Regions from separate parts of the Arachis hypogaea genome. Here region 1 is linked to region 2. The links are chromatin contacts, called in public Hi-C maps. All regions are on one chromosome and are shown on one strand. The core of a region is the stretch at or near the end of the contact, and the rest is flanking DNA. Distances in the headings are between cores, read along the strand shown.

Evidence for each region. Hi-C and Micro-C count contacts between places; a contact is called where the count stands out from the background.
Region 1: a Hi-C map of an unstated tissue shows a contact between it and region 2, with 6 times the contacts expected there. The contact joins the enhancer-like site here to the promoter of LOC112741719 in region 2. A contact is called at or near these places in 4 of 8 Hi-C or Micro-C datasets (leaf and an unstated tissue).

Annotation. Positions count from the first base shown.
Region 1 is chr14:17,939,423-17,943,699 of arahy.Tifrunner.gnm2.J5K5, reverse strand. No RefSeq gene overlaps it. Among protein-coding and RNA genes, the nearest start is that of LOC112741725, 33 kb to the left of the region's middle. Within about 2 kb of position 2,004, at least 2 of the 3 cell types and tissues checked have open chromatin away from gene starts, as enhancers often do.
Region 2 is chr14:17,875,302-17,879,792 of arahy.Tifrunner.gnm2.J5K5, reverse strand. It overlaps LOC112741719 (protein GAMETE EXPRESSED 2-like), which reads left to right and starts at 1,718. Exons shown (of 15, transcript XM_029292033.2): 1 at 1,718-2,104; 2 at 2,274-2,621; 3 at 2,721-3,047; 4 at 3,152-3,358; 5 at 3,441-3,529; 6 at 3,667-3,811; 7 at 3,953-4,261; 8 at 4,442-4,491. The coding sequence starts at 1,858.

The DNA.
Region 1 (4,277 bases), core at 755-3,254, 64 kb before region 2:
GTTAGGAGACTGATATTTTTTATCAATATTAGTTAATACTTGAGTTAATATTTTATTTTATATTATTTAATTTAGAATAAAAAATTTAAAATTTATAATTTAGTATAAAAATACTTTTTATTAGCCAAATGTTGATAAAAATGATAAATTTAGTTGATCATATTGCATTGCTCATTTGTGTTTCTTTTGATTAATTTTTTTCTTTTAATAAATGTATAATAAATACATTGTAAAATTAATTTGTATATTTTTTTCAAAAAATCAATTAATAATCCTGATATATATATTTTAAAAAATATATTAACTAAATCTAATAAAATAAAATAAAATTCTCTGTAAAGATTATTGCTAGGAGTTGACACATTTTCTTTTTCCAGATGGTTTAGTGGATATGGGAAGTCCTATACCTGAGAACAATTTTTTTAGGCTCAGTTTCTTTGTTAATAATTGTTCTGGCCTAATACAACAAGAGTTGGAGGTCTATCAAGCGTCCACTCGATCTTCTCTAGAGAGATTTTGACAGCTAGTGGAAGTTTCTGAAGGGTTGGGTCCTAGAATAAGGGGTCCACCCGAACGAATAGGGATAAAGGAGATGTATCTACCCCTCTCTCCAAGTACATCATCATTACCCTAACCTAGTCGCCTCTTTGTACAGACGCTAACTTAAGTATCGGAGCGTCCTTGCAGGTGGCTCCACCTGCCAACCAACCGACGACCCACTGGCGCAACTTCTCACTTTAGAACTCGCGTTCAGGTCCTGATCTGCATTCCAATACCTTGCAATCAACTGACTCAGTGAATTACCGAATAATAGCGCCATATGTGGGAATTTGACATGCGCTGAGGATGGAGGTTTTCCTCCACTCGGAGGATGAGCTAGGAGAAGGCGCGAACAGTGAATGAAAGGGGGTCGCCTCATGAGTAGGCTGTGCACAGGTACCTCTTGAAAGTGGCAGCCGACCCCCTTCGACCAGCCGATCCCCGGGAAGTCGCCCTTCTGGGGAAACAGGCAGTGACAACTCCCGAATCATGCAAGAGCTTAGGCATAGGGTCTAAAACCTCAACAAAGAGCTGGCAGCGAGGGACCGCTATAATCCTGAGGCTAGCCGAGACGCTCGTTCGCATGCAGAGGCCCAGCCGAGCTATTCATGCACCCGATTCCCACAGAGGAGGTCGAAAGAACGGCAGTGCCCAAGGGAGACGAACGACGAGCACGATCAGACTGACGGTCGCACCCAGTTCCATCACTCCTGACACAAGTCGAGAAGCTGGGAACGAAGGGAGGAGCGAAGAAGGAAACGTCGAGACCCCGTCGTGATCGGTGCCACCCCTTTCCATTCTTCCATCCTCAAAGTCCGATTACCTAAGAACTTCGATAAGCCGACAGACATGAGATATGATGGTACCAAAGATCCACAGGAGCACATCACGACCTTCGAGGCCAGGATGAATCTAAAGGGCGTGGGAGACACAGTCAGCTTATGGGCATTCCCCGCAACCCAGACGGACAATCTGTTGGTTCAACTCCCTCTCACAAGGCTCCATAACTACTTTCTCAGATATCTGTCAGAAGTTTCTATCCCAATTCACCACTCGGATCGCCAAGGCAAAACGCCCGATCAATCTCTTAGGGATGACATAACGCGTTAGTGAGCCTACGAGGAAGTACCTGGACCATTTCAATGATGAATACTTAGAAATAGATGGCCTTACAAACTCCGTGGCCAGCTTGTGCCTGACGAACGACCTGGTGAATGAGGACTTCCAGAAGCACCTAACCACCAATTCCGTTTGGACAATATAGGAGATACAATGTGTGGCGAGAGAATACATAAATAATGAGAAAGTTAGCCAGGCGGTGGCTGCCGATAAACGACATCTAGCCGCCCAGTCTTCCCACTAGATCGCCAACTCGAAAAAATCACGGGACGCCCCAAGGGAGATGACAATTGGAAGGCCATTTAAACCGCTCCTATGGATAGGGAAGTTTAAGAACTACGCATCCCTAACTTCCCCAATAGCGGAGATTTTCCAGCAAATTGTGGATAAAGATATTTTGCCTAAATCGAGGCAGTTAAAAGACATGACAAGGGAAACAAGAGCCTCTATTACGATTACCACAAGGGCTTTGGACATAAGACGCAAGACTGCTTCGACCTAAAAGACGCATTAGAGCAGGCCATCTGGGAAGGGAAGTTAAGCAACTTCTCTCGGTTCATCCGGGAACCGAGGAGGAAAGAAAGGGATCAATCGGAAGAAGACCAAGGTCGGGATGTCAAGCTGAAACAAAGCATTCTGAAGAACGCGGACTCGGGTCCTACGGTGGTAGTGGATGTTATGGTTGGAATAAGTGCCCCACCAAAATCGAAGTTGGCGGCAAAGAAGGAAGCTAAGGTACTTGCCATTATGATTGGGAGGAAACCTTCCCCAAGGGAACCTCCCGAAATATCATTTGGTCTCGGGGACTAGTAGTGTGACGACCTACCCGAGGACCCTCCAATGGTGGTTACTGCGAGAATTGGGACAGATTTGGTCAAGCGAATTCTAGTCGACACAGGGGTCGGCTCGAACATTATGTTCCAAAATGTGTTTGATGCTCTGGAGCTGAAAGAAAGCGGCCTCAAGGACTACCGCCATGAGGTTGTGGAGTTAGTTGATAACTACATTAAGCCAGACAACTCCCTTGTCTTGCCGATCTGCATAGGATCTAAATCGAGTAAGAAGTTTGCCATGGCCAAGTTCGTAGTCCTGAAGGACTCCATAGTCTATAATGTCATCCTCGGGTGAAGAACAATCAATAACCTGCTGGCGGTCATTTGCACCAAATTCCTAATAATAAAGTTCATGGTGGACGACGGATCAGTAGAGACGATTTGGGGAGACCTGGAAATGGCCATCACTTGTGATAACGCCAGTTTGTCCTTACGAAGAAGATCCAAGGAAGTAATCGGCGTCTTCTTGGCAGACTTGGACTCAAGGATCAACGAGCATCCTAGGCCGAACCCCCAAGACGCCTTAGAAAAATTCCAAGTAGGGAAAACAAAGGACAAATTCATATTTGTGAATTGTAACCTACCTTACAAGCTGAAAAGACAGTTGGTCGAGGTCGTCCGAGCTAATGGAGACCTCTTCGCCTGGATCCCTATCGATATGTCGGGTATAGACCCAGAGTTTCTGTCCCACCACTTGGTCGTGAAACCGGGGGCAAAGAACATCGCGCAGTAGAAGCGAAGGATGTCCACGGAAAGAGCAGACGAGGTGGCTAAGCAGACGGCTAGCTTATTGGAAGTCGGCTTTATCAGAGAGTTGGACTACTTCACATGGCTGTCGAATGTGGTTCTCGTGAAGAAGGCAAATAGAAAATGGAGGATGTGCGTAGACTACTTGGACCTCAACAGGGACTATCCAAAAGACTCGTTTCTCCTCCCCAATAGAGACGCATTGGTGGATGTGGCGGCAAGATGCAAGTTCCTGAGTTTCATGGATGCCTACTCAGGATACAATCAGATCCCGATGCACTGACCTGGTGAGGAGAAGACGGCGTTCATAACGCCAGGCGGGACATATTGCTACAAGGACATGTCATTCGGACTAAAAATGCGGGGGCGACCTACCAAAGACTGATGAACAAGGTCTTCAAGGACCACATAGGAAAGTCGGTGAAAGTTTATGTCGATGACATGCTTGTCAAAATGGCAGAACCGGGGTCTCTGGTGGCTGACTTGCAGGTCGTTTTTTATTCCCTCCGAGAACACAATATGAGGCTAAACTCCCCTGAAATGTGCTTTTGCCATGGAGGTAGAGAAGTTTCTAGGATTCATGATCACCCAGAGGAGGGTAGAATCCAACCTAGACAAATGTGAAGCTGTGCAAAGGTTAGCAGAAAGGCTGATGGCTCTTACCCATTTCCTTGGCGCTAGGGGTGATCACAGGTATCACCGTATCGGGTACCCGATTACCTGTCCGAATCCGAAGCGAACTAATTAAATTAGTTCTGAAACTAACAGGTAATCGGGTCCAACCCAACCCAAACCAATGGCTCTCTCTAGTAATTGGTTGAGGTAACGATTTTGGGAGTGCGGAACCTGAACTAACCCGTGGACTCAACCATGTGTTAATTAAATAAAAAAAATAAAAATTTAAAATATTTGCCATGATTCTAACCCAGAAACCCTAACCTAAACACATATTGCAGCGGCGCCCTCATCCATGGAATAAACCCTAGCAGAGCTTCCTCAATCCTCACCACCTCACCGTTACTCACGCAACCAAATCAG
Region 2 (4,491 bases), core at 469-2,968:
AAGTGATAGAGATATTTTAATTATTTTGTATAATAAAAATATGATAATTATTTTATATATATATATATATATATAAAAAATAAAAAATTAATTTAAATCGGTTTAAAATTTGGTTTATTTAATTTTTGATTTAAATCAATTTATTTGGTTTAATTTTGACAAAATATATGGTTTAATCGGTTCTATATGCTATAATTTGATTGGTTAAAATAAAAAATCCATAAAAAAAGATGTTTTGAATATTTTTATGTAAGTGGTCTCCTTTATTTTTATTATGCAAAATTGGATTTTTAGACAGCAATACTGCACCCAAATTATCACAATTAATTAGAGTTTGAGAGGTTGAATTTTGAATTCTACAAGTAGTTTTTGAATTAAAAAAATTCGGTTACAATATCAGCCAAATATCTGTACCATAGAAGATTTACTTATAAATTATTATTTTTTATTGAACTAAAAGATTGGATTACTACTAACTAAAATAAATACATAATAGATCTTTTATCATCAAGATCATTTGTGCAGTCTACATCTGTAATCAGTGTTTTTAGTAAATTGAATTCCATGATTTGTCACCGTATACCTATTGTTATATCATATATGTGTTGCATAATGAAAGATTAATGATATTTAATTTTGAGGTTTAAGTTAAACAAAATTTTTAACATATAACAATTGTTATCTTATTAAAATTTAATTCTGTACAAAAGTAAAAGTAACTAAATAAATATATTAACTAAAAAATACAACATTGTCTTTAAATATTAAAAATAAAAAGTTAATAGAACTATTAAATGACAAATAAACATGACCTAAATACACTCATTTGTTTGTTAACTACTAATACAATGTGCTTTTGAAATACTGACTGCATAGGTAAGTAGTACTTCAACTTTTTAAGCATTGAGTACATAAGTGACATTCTATTGTTATATTGTACGTGTTTCACAATTAAATATGAATGATATTTAATTTTGAGATTTATGTTAAATAAAATTTTTAATATATAATAATTGTTATTTTATTAAATTTAATTTTATATCAAAACTAAAAATAAATAAATAAATATATTAACTAAAATAATAAATTATAACAACAAATTCTATAATATTAATCAACTAGTTAATTACCAAATTTTAAGGTTAATTATTTCTAAATATAAATGAGTGATTCAAATTATAAAGTATTTTATTTATCTATTAATATTATTTATTTAAAATTATATATTATTTCTTTACTTTAATACTAAAATGTTGTTATTTCTACTAGCTATTTTGGTTAAGATAATTTTTTATATCATTAATATTTTAATAAATTTTGGGATTGAATAAAAAATAATAAATAGTTGAATAATTATTTAAAGACATATGTAGCAAAAATGATATTTAATCATATTAAAAATAAATAATTTAGAATAATTATAAATTAACATTTTATTATTTTAAATTAATGTTTTTAATGTGATAATTAATTTATTAAAAATTTGATTGAAAAAAAGAAAAGTTATTGAGCGCTGGTAACTGCCAAAGCATTTCTAGATCAATAGCATGTACGGACAGTGCATTTACTGTCCAAAATCTAAACTGCACATTAGTGCAAATGGAAATTCTCAAACTCATTACCATTACTTCACTCTCTTTTGCTTTCTTCTTCTTCTACTTATTCTCTTGTTTTAAATTTACATCTTCAGGTAGTTATTACTTCCGGGTTCTCCCATTGTAAAAAATTTAAATTTTGGTATATTCTTCTACTATTTCTATTCAATTTCTTTTTGTCACAGATAGAGCAGAATTACCCATTTTTGTGTTCAGTTGGTGGGATGATAAGAATACATTCCATGCCGGTGAGACTGCAGCCATGAAGGTGAAAGTTCTTGAGCGTGCTGATATGATTGACAAGAAAGGTTTCAAACCTATTGTAAGTGTTAATGGAAAAGAAGGGAACAGTTCTTATGTGTCTACTATGTTGTTGAGTTTTAAAGGTGAATCCAGTAATGATTGGAAGATCTATTTCACTCCCATAAAGGTTGGAGTGTTCAATGTACTTATCAAAGATGACCATTATCAAGTCTATGACTCATCCTTGCATTTTCAAGTTGAGCCAGGTTTGGTTACAATGGTCTTTAATATTGTGTATTCTTAGGTTGGGTTTGAAACTTTGTTGTTGTGTCATGTGTGTTCTTCAATGTTAAAAGATGTTGAGGACATGATTGACATTTTAAAAATTTGTGCACATAGTTGTTGACACTAAAATATGTTGTTGTGTGATTGAAGGGAATATGTACCCTTCTGTGTGTGTTGCATCATGGAATGGCATGAAACATGAGTACGAAGCTGGTGCAAAAGCTACCATCACGGTACTCCTCAAAGATGCATTTGGGAACAGTATCTCTAATAAAAAAACAACTCAAGTGTCTTATTTGCCTGACTTTAAGTTGTTTGCGCTATATGAAAATAATGGTTCTATTGCTAGTATGCCAGACATATCCAATATTGGATGGAACGAGTTTGATTATGTTATCATTGAGTTTGTTGTTATTAAAGCTGGAAAATTCTCATTGTACATAGAAGGAGGGAATCAAACCTTGAATGGCTCTCCATTACCATTGAAAGTGAATTCAGGTAGTTGTAATTAAATATCAATAAACAATTATATTAGTAGTTATATTTATTTTTAATTTTGCAATAAATATTACTTATTTTCCTATTGTGTACTACCAGGACCTGTAGATGTTTCTAAATGTGTTGCCAAATGGAACATTGATTCACATGCATGGCAATTGTCTTCTAAGATGGAAATCTTCATTCATCAATTAGATCAGTATGGGAATCTAGTTTCAGGGTTGTATCCTTTCGATGCCGAAGTCGTCCAAAGAGATACAAACTTGTCAATACCAATATCAGATCAACATTTTGAAGAAGTGGAAGCTGGAATTCAATTATTTTCATTTGGAAATTGGGAACCAGGAAAGTTCCTCTTAACATTATATGATGCCAAGCATAACAAAAGCATTTCCAATATGCCATATGCTTATTCTGTTTTTGTAGGTAAAATTTTATCCGGATTCCAAAGTATTATATTTTGATTTTTTTTTATGATTATTTTTCAATTTTAATGTAGTTCTGATTTTGTGTTCTTGTTCTTTGAATAGGTTATTGTGATGGAATAAAAAGTATTGTTAATGGATCTGGTTTGAATGATTCAGTAGCTGGCATAAAGCAAGAATTCTCTGTTTATTTAAATGATGTTTATGAATATCCTTCTCCTGTCGAAGTAGACATAGTTGAAGTACAAATTCTAAAAGAAAATGACTCGTATAGTGTTTCTCCATTCATTTATCCCATCCTAACTAAAAATGGTATGATCAACCTTCTATTTCATAATTTTTTTTCTTCTAGAATCTAATTTTGATTAACTCTCATACGTGGTTTTGGTATCAGGTACTGTGTCAGTTTCAAGAGTGCAACAATATGGTTTTATCAGTCAGATGAATGTTGCCCCTTCCCCTTCAATGGACCTTAATAACAATGTATGACATATAAGCTAAGTGTTATTGTACTCATTTCTTTTTCTCATACTGAATTGTTTATAGCTTCCTTGTGTCACACACATTTTTTGTGGTAAATAATTACTTGGATTTCTAATGTCATTTTACCCTGATTTCAGATTAACAGCAGTGAAAGCTCTATAGCTATGAGTGCTTTCCATGTAGATTACACACCTGAGAAAAGTGGGTTTTATGATATACATGTATATTGTGGAAATGTCTTATTGAACAAGGGTCATACACTCAGAAAAGAAGTAAAAGCAGGTAAAGAATTAGTTTGCATTTTTGCATTTGACCAAAAGAAAATATTTCAACTTCAACATATAAGAATGTTTAGCTAGGAGAGATCAATTGCTTCTGTAGAGAGAAATGGTTTCTACTTTATAGTGCTTGATTTTGTTGCAGGTGAAGTTAATGGTTCCTTGTCAAATGTGGTCAAGTTTTCTTCTAAGGTGGCAAAGATGTCAGAAAATGAAATACTAGTGCAGCTTATGGATTCATTTTCAAACCCTGTTCTTGCACAACAATCAAGGTTGAAGTTGGAGACTACTTCAGCTAACAAATCTCTTTTTCAAACTTTGGACATTAAGGATAACATGGATGGTTCATACAATTGTAGCTATATGGCTAAAGATGTTGGAACTTATGAGATTTGTGCTTCCTTTGATGGCAAGGATATTCTGCCATGTCCCTTCAGTATCAATGTGTATAGCAGTAAGTTCAAATTGCATTCTGCTTATGATGTGCTTGTTTTTTTTTTTAAGTGATTTTAATTTATAACTTAATTTATTTTATATAGTACAGTAGTTGACCCTTGAAAAGCTGAAATGTTTATTACTAATTATATTTTATAAAATTTATATGAACATGTAAAACTGATTTTTCATGTCACAGGTGAGTATTTTCCCAAAGCCAACAATGATATAGTATCTGTTTGGGAGGAT